2 separate regions of the Mus musculus genome follow, and region 1 is linked to region 2. The links are chromatin contacts, called in public HiChIP or PLAC-seq maps. All regions are on one chromosome and are shown on one strand. The core of a region is the stretch at or near the end of the contact, and the rest is flanking DNA. Distances in the headings are between cores, read along the strand shown.

Region 1 (3,730 bases), core at 217-2,716, 580 kb after region 2:
ACACAAGCTAGAGTCAGCAGAGAGAAAGGAGCCTCCGCTGAGGAAATGCCTCCATGAGATCTTGCTGTAAGGATCTCAGTTAGTGATCAAGTGGGGAGGGCCCTGACCGTTGTGTGTGGTGGCATCCTTGGCCTGGTGGTCCTGGGTTCTACAAGAAAGCAGACTGAGAAAGCCACGGGAAACAAGCCAATAAGCAGCACCCCTCCATGGCCTCTGCATCATCTCCTGCCTCCAGGTTCTATCCCTGCTTGAGTTCCTGTCCTGACTTCCTCCTGTGATGGAAGTGTAAACCAGGTAAACCCTTCCCTCCCCAACTTGCCTTTTGGTCATGGTGTTTCAACGCAGCAGTAGAAAACCTAACCAAGACCATTTCTTAGTTTTTCTCTGCTCTAAATGGGGCCTGCTGTCTGTCTACCCATATCACGTCACTGGGGCCTGTCATAAATGTAGACTGATACTACTTGCCCCACAAGCCTCAGGTGACTCATAGACACAATTTGGAGCAGCTTGAGGGACGAAGGGAAATTTCTTGGTGACATTTGCTGCCCTCTTACAGCCTGCCTGTTCACTGCAAGCTGCAAAGACTGTCGACTGCCTACCTCTCTGGGACATGTGCCTCCTAACCGGCTTAGAATGCGCTGTTCTTTGATGCTGTTATTTGAAGGGAGGGGACACACCCACCAGACCACGTCTCATCCTCTAAGACCCCTACACCACACCACTGCTCACTCACACAGTGGTACCTTTCTACTGCTTCCTGCATACACATCAGTTTCTTTAACTGAAGCGAGGAAATAATTTTGGCTCTCTATCTGAGGCTAATAATCGGTAATCCTAGGAGTATATGGGGATAGAGGGAGCACAATAGAAACCAGCTATTTCGGAGCCACCGCACCTCCTCCCCCAGCCCCCGCCCCAGTAAAGCCTGGGACACTAGAGTCTTTTTTCTTTTCTTTTTTTTTTCTTTCTTTCTTTCTTTTTTCTTTTTTTTCTCTTATTCAGCCCTACCTCCTCCCACCCAGGCAGGCAGCATCCAGCTGCCTTCTTCCCAGGCGTACTTCTCCTCCCTCGCGCCTCCCCGTCCCCAGGGCAGCGTGCACCGATAAATCTTTCGCAGCACGTAGCATTGTTGCCACGGGTTGGCCGGGCTGCTGCCCGCTGCACACCCCTCTCCCGCCCCCCTCCCCCGCCCCCCGCCCCCTGCTCGGCTTGCTAATGACCCAGCACAGCCTCTCTTCCTCGTTTGGCTTTGAAGCTCCAGCCCCTGGCACAGTGCCTGGCACTTGCGGGGCTCTCAATCAATGTTTGCAAAATCGGATTCTCGGCGGAGCAGGTGTCCACCGGGAGCCGGGGGCGCTGGGCGGGGCCTGCGAGGGGGGCCTGCGGGGCCGCGCTCCACCCCTCCGGGCCCGCGCTGCGCCCCCGCCCGTGCGCGCTGCCCCGACCCCGCGCGCCGCGACAGGGAGGGGCCGGCGGAGGCGGAGCCAGTAGCAGCGGAGGCTGGTGGCTCCCGCGCGGCTCCGGGTCACCGATCCCAGATCCTGGCGCGACGAGGTAAGAAGCAGCGCGTGGCACACAAGGGACCTGGTGCGCGGCGGGGAGGGGAGGGGGAGCGGAGACCCGCCCCTCGGGTGCACCACTGCCTTGCGGCCCACCCTCCCCGGCGGGGCTCCGTTCCCAGCCCGCGGTCCCCTTCACTGCTCGGCGTCCGCGCATCCCGTGCGCCCCGCTCATTCCCGCCGCTCTGCATCCCATCTCCCCCCACCTCGGGGGTTTGCTCCCCCCCCCCCAGCTCCTCTGGGAAACCGGCTGGAGCCGGGAGTGTGTGTTTGTGTGGGGAAGTCGGGGGCAGTCGGGGGCCGCAGCTGGAAGCCGCCGAGGGGTGAGCCCGGCGTGGGGGCGGGGGTCGGGTACCATTCTTCTGCCTTCGATGTGACTGGTGCTCCACGCAGCGGGCTGGCTCCATGTCTGTCGAATGAATGAATCATGAGTCCTTGTCCCTCTCTGAAGGAGGACTTTTTTGAGGTCCACGTGCTACAGAGCACCTGGGGAGGGGAGCTCTTGAGATAGGGTACCTGCTTCCGGTAGAACAGAAACTCCGCTCTCACTTCTTCTGTCTTCAGACTGGAGGCTCTCTTTGGGTTGGGGGCTGGAGGTGGGGTCGGCGGTGGGAGCTCTTGCAGGCCTTAACCAGGTACTTGTTGAAGGGATATTGAGACTTGAGCAAGCACTCTTGGAAGGTACCAGCAATAGAGAGGACAGAGCTTGTGGTCGAGAGCATACCGCACAAGCAGGGGGACTTTAGGCCAAGGTCAGTCTGGAAGAAGTGATCTGAGTACCTATTCTGGTTCAAAAGTTATTTAGGGATGCCCAGTCTCTGTTTCCTAATCAGTAAAATGGGTGCATTGGTGTTCATCCTTTAAGGCTTTCTGCATAGTCAGAAAAGAGCAGCATCTTTAGTGTATTGGGGGCGCCCAAGAAGTCTTGCTCCCTGCCCAACCTCCTCCCCAAAAAGTGACTGTTTCTCCCCCCCACCCCCCATCTTATTTCTTCTGTCCTCACAGAGGTCATAAGCAGATCCTGGTGATGTGTGTTCATTACTGAGAGATTCCTCTCCCACCCACACAAACTGTAGGGACAGCTGGGGACCTGCTGGGCACAGGCATGCCAGTACTGTCTGAAGACTCGGGTGAGTGTCCTTAACCTGGGCTGCAGCTTCGGGGGGCCTCCCAGGATTGGAGAAAACCAAACCATAAGCAGGACCAGTGCTGTAGCAGCTGCCTCTGACCGATCTGTTGCCCGGCAGGCCTGAGCCTGCAGGGTGAACGGTGTCAAGGCAGGATGGGAGTGTTGTCTGCGAGACTTTTCAAGGACAGGAAGTGCCACTGTTACTGGACCTTGTTTCTCTGGCTCTTCCTCAGGTTTGCATGAGACCCTGGCACTGCTCACCTCTCAGCTCAGGCCTGACTCCAACCACAGGGAGGAGATGGGCTTCCTGAGAGATGTCTTCAGTGAGAAGAGCCTCAGTTATTTAATGAAGGTGAACCCCCGCTGGCTCAGCCACCCCCCACCCCCATCCCTAAGGGAGGCTCTTTCTGTGCCATCTCAGCCACTCCCCTGCCCCTGGAAGGTTTCTAACTCATTAGTCAGGGCTTTCCAAATATGCTGCTATGGAGGGGACCCAGCCTGTGGCCCTAGGTGTCACCACAACCCTGGGTGCTGTGTATGGTATTTAGGGTAAAAGCAGAAATCAAATGTCTTTGCAGATTCATGAGAAACTCCGCTATTATGAGAGGCAGAGTCCAACCCCAGTCCTCCACAGCGCCATGGCCCTTGCTGAGGATGTAAGTCCCAGATTTTAATGTTTTGGCTTAAGGTGGCGCACAACCCGAAGCCCAGAAAAGGCTCTAACTCACCTTGTAGCCACTGCCTAGCTGGGGACATCAGAGGTTGGGAGGCTGAGGATGAAGAGAGAGGGGTTGCTTCCCCTCCTTCTTCTCCCTTTAGTGTGTGTGTGTGTGTGTGTGTGTGTGTGTGTGTGTGTGTGTTGCTTGGATTCAAACCTGAAGTCTTGTACATGCTAGGTAGGTGTTGCATGGCTGAGCTGTAGTTCAGTCCTCTTTCATTCTAGTCTTTCCTGAACCTTTTGGCATCAAGGAGGACTTTGTTAGCCTTAGCCTGGGCCAGGAGACATAGTGATTCCTGCTGACTGTGTGTTCTGGAGAAACCC
Region 2 (3,777 bases), core at 988-3,487:
AAGACTATTTACAGTTTTAATTACAAACCTGGTAGGGGGGTGTTGGGCAGAGTTCTTTTTAAAAAGCGACCTAAAAATAAAATGGTTTTTTTTTTACCGTTCTTTATTTAAAAAAATAAAATAGGAGTCCGTAGGGTGCACCCTCCCCCCTCCTGAGTGAAGGAGGGCACGGTGCAGTCCGGACCTGGGAGAGGGGAAAGCCCGGCAGGCAGGCGAGACCGCTTCACACAGTGGTCTCGCCATGCCGGCTGTTGGTGAGACGAGTGTAGAACTTCCTCCACGAGTGCAGTGTCTTGCCGGACCAGATCCAGAAGCCCGACGTGATGCCCACGATGAGCGTCATGAGGTATTTGATCATGTAGACTGTGAAGTCGGGCGACATGCGGGGCGTGTAGTGGGCCGGGCAGGGGATGGCTAGGCTCTTGCAGTGCTGGCTTACCCAGGAGCGCTCCCAGTGCTCGCGGAAGGCCTGCTCATAGAAGTAGCAGGCGATGACGATGGTGGCCGGTACCGTGTAGAGCACCGAGAAGACGCCAATGCGCACCATGAGCCTCTCCAGCTTCTCCGTCTTGGTGCCGTCGTGCTTCATGATGGTGCGGATGCGGAAGAGTGACACGAAGCCGGCCAGCAGGAAGGATGTACCGATGAACAGGTATACGAAGAGCGGCGCCAGCACGAAGCCCCGCAGCGGGTCCAGGCTATTGAGGCCCACGAAGCACACGCCGCTCAGCAGGTCGCCGTCGATCTGGCCCATGGCCAAGATGGTGATGGTTTTGACGGCCGGCACGGCCCAGGCGGCCAGGTGGAAGTACTGCGAATTGGCCTCGATGGCCTCGTGGCCCCACTTCATTCCGGCTGCCAGGAACCAGGTGAGGGACAGAATCACCCACCAGATGGAGCTGGCCATGCTGAAGAAGTAGAGCATCATGAAGAGTATAGTGCAGCCTTCTTTCTTAGTGCCCTGCACCACCGTGCGATAACCGTCCTCTGAGAAGCGCTCATTGCATACCACGCGCTCCTGGAGAACGAAGCCCGCAATGTAGGCCACTGACACCATGGTGTAGCAGCCGGACAGAAAGATGATGGGCCGCTCTGGGTAGCGAAATCGCTGCATGTCCACTAAATAGGTGGTGACCGTGAAGAAAGTGGAAGCGCAGCACAACACCGACCATGTGAGGATCCAGAGACGGGCAAAACGAGTCTCCTCTTGCGAGAAGAACATAGAGCCGTCGGGCCGTGCGGGCTCGCAGGGCGCGGCACAATCGCGCTCACCCAGAAACTTATAGCTGAGATAGGACGGCACCTTGAGGACGCGGGGACAGTGGAAAGGGTGCTCCAGAGTGGCGTAACGCGGTGGCGAGCCACCACCGCCAGGGCCGCCCGGGGTGCCACCCGCGCCGGGCTGCAGCCCAGAAGGTGGCGCGGTGGTGAGTAGCGCAGGAGCTCCGTCCTCCGAGTGGTTCTGGCCCACGCAGATCTGCTCCGCGCCGTGACGCGGGAAATGCTCGCAGCGGAGGCGCTCGGGCCATTGGAAGCCGAACTTGTTCATGAGCGCCTCGCAGCCTTGGCGCGCGCGCTCGCAGATGGAGCGGCACGGCGGGATGGCCTGCTCCAGCACTGTGCACACCGGCGCGTACATGGAGCACAGGAAGAAGCGCAGCTCGGGCGAGCACTGCACCTTCACCAGCGGGTAGAACTGATGCACCTCCAGGCCCGCGTCTTCCTGGTTCGTGTGGCCAAGAAGGTTGGGCATGATGGTCTGGTTGTAGGCGATGTCCGTGCACAGCGGGATGGAGATGGGCTGGCAGAAGCCGTGGTCCGGGATGGAGATGCCCTTCTCCCCGTGGAACTGGGCCGGTCCGGCGGCCGGCAGCAGCAGCAGTGGCAGCAGCAGGCGGGGCAGGGCGCTGCGGGGCAGGGCGCTGCGGGCCCGCATGCTGGCCGCCGCCCCCCACTCGGCTCCTGGGCGCCCCCCAGCCCCCGCCCCCAACCCAGAGACCGCGCGCCTTCCCCGCTGCCGCCTAGCTGCCCGGCCGCCTCCCGCGTCTCCTTGCAAACTTTGCTCGCGGCCGCAGAGTTGGGGAGATTGGGCGGCGGGGGAGGGGGCGGCGCACCCGCCTGCTGGCTCGCCGCGGTCGGACTGAGGGTCGGAGACGCGGCGCACCGCTGCCCTAGCTCCTCTTCCTCCTCTAGCCTCTGGGCTTCCCCTCTCCCCACCCTCCTCTACCCAGCGACTCCTTTGTGCCTCCTTCAGCCCTCACCTCGGCCTCTCCGATCCCAATTAGTCGGTTTCAAGGGGGCCCCCACTGGCGGCCCCGCCCTCTCCTCAGCCCCCCCTCAAAAGGGATCCTTGAAACCGCCCCGTCGAGCTTTGCACCATCCCAAAATGTGCTCTCGGCCAATCAGATTTAAACTGGAGGACCAGCCCCAAGGGCTGGATTGGTCGACCACAACATAATGAGATCAGAAACCAGATGCCAAGAAAACTCTACCCCCCTCCTTCTGCTTTTTTAAAGAGACAAGCTATTATTATATTAGGAGCTGTTTGCTCAGTCCGTGATTGCTTCGGAGTCGCCCAGGAAAGATCCGGAGACACGTTTTCTCAAAGTGGCATCCGACCCAGACAACTCTAGCCTAATCTGTGGCCCTAGAGCCCAAACCCTCTGAGGTACAAGAGCTCTTTGCTCCTGCCCCTGCTCACCGCCCCCTCCCCCCTTTTCAGTACCATTTATAAAACCAAGTGAAAAATCCCGTTTAAAAAAATATATACAGAGAGAGAGAGAGAAATATGTATGTTTTTAAAGCACGTTAGCGAATAGCTTGCAAAGACGTCTCTCAATCCCTCTCAGAGAGTCGAGGTAAAAGTGTCACTTCACCCTAAACAAGGACTCCTAGAAGTTTTCCTCGCCCCTCCCCCTACACACACCCAAAAGTAACCCTCTGAAAAACGAGAGCCTGTCTCTTTAAGAGGCTCTTAAAGGGGCCGGGACTCCGGGGTGTAATTGCCCCATAGCGAGCACAAAGGAGCCCATTATGGTTCTTTGTGTTTAGTGGCACCTCAAAGTGAGAAAATTCAGGAACTCAGAGGCCAGGCTGCGGGGCTGGGGCGGGGGTTGGGGGGTGAAGTGAAGGAGAAAGGCCCGGAGCTGAGGATTCAATCCACCCCCTTTCCGAGGAAAATCTTAATTATGCAAAGTAAAGTTTAGTTGCCATAAGGAGGAGGTCTTAATCGAAAGTTAATGGCTGGGGGGGTGGGGTGGCGGGGGTGATGGGCAGTTTTGAGTAAAGAAACGACTCTCTTAGGTCTGACGAACGTTTTGGGGAATTTGCCTTCTCCCTCCCAATCCTTGCTCCGCCTCCTAAAAGCTTCCAGATTTGATCTCCTGGGAGAAAAGGGAGTTTTACCCAAACTTTAAGTGATTCCACACCAGAAAGATGGTGTGTACGGCTGGAGAGAGGGAGGAAGGCTGGGGTTGTAGTACAGAATTTCTCCTCTCACTTCTCACCTGGCTGAGGGGTGAGGTGGCCCGAAGAAATGCCCCCCACCCCCAACTCCCTTCACACTAGGATTGTAACTTTGAGGTCTGGAGAGGGAAGGGAATTTGCATGGAAATCTGTGTCTGGAACCGGATGATGGATCAATTATTTCTGTTGTCTCTCTGGAGAGAAAGAGGAGGAGAACTTGAAAAGAAGGACAGGACGACTGGGTTTAGAAAGCCGCTTTTGCTTCTCAGTATGGGCCAAATCCTCCCAACTGGCGAAGCTGCTCCCTGCAGG

What was found. HiChIP or PLAC-seq counts read pairs in DNA pulled down with a chosen protein or histone mark.
Region 1: a contact with region 2 is called in an H3K4me3 HiChIP or PLAC-seq map of embryonic stem cells, with 9 read pairs. The contact joins the promoter of Mpp3 here to the promoter of Fzd2 in region 2. A contact is called at or near these places in 1 of 39 promoter capture datasets (pre-B cells) and 1 of 115 datasets of contacts at active chromatin or transcription factors (embryonic stem cells).

What each region holds. Positions count from the first base shown.
Region 1 is chr11:102,024,691-102,028,420 of GRCm38.p6, reverse strand. Mpp3 (membrane protein, palmitoylated 3 (MAGUK p55 subfamily member 3)) reads left to right here and starts at 1,466. Exons shown (of 19, transcript NM_007863.2): 1 at 1,466-1,554; 2 at 2,565-2,689; 3 at 2,922-3,040; 4 at 3,267-3,344. The coding sequence starts at 2,665.
Region 2 is chr11:102,602,891-102,606,667 of GRCm38.p6, reverse strand. Fzd2 (frizzled class receptor 2) reads right to left here and starts at 2,237. Exons shown (of 1, transcript NM_020510.2): 1 at 1-2,237. The coding sequence starts at 1,936. The coding sequence ends at 224.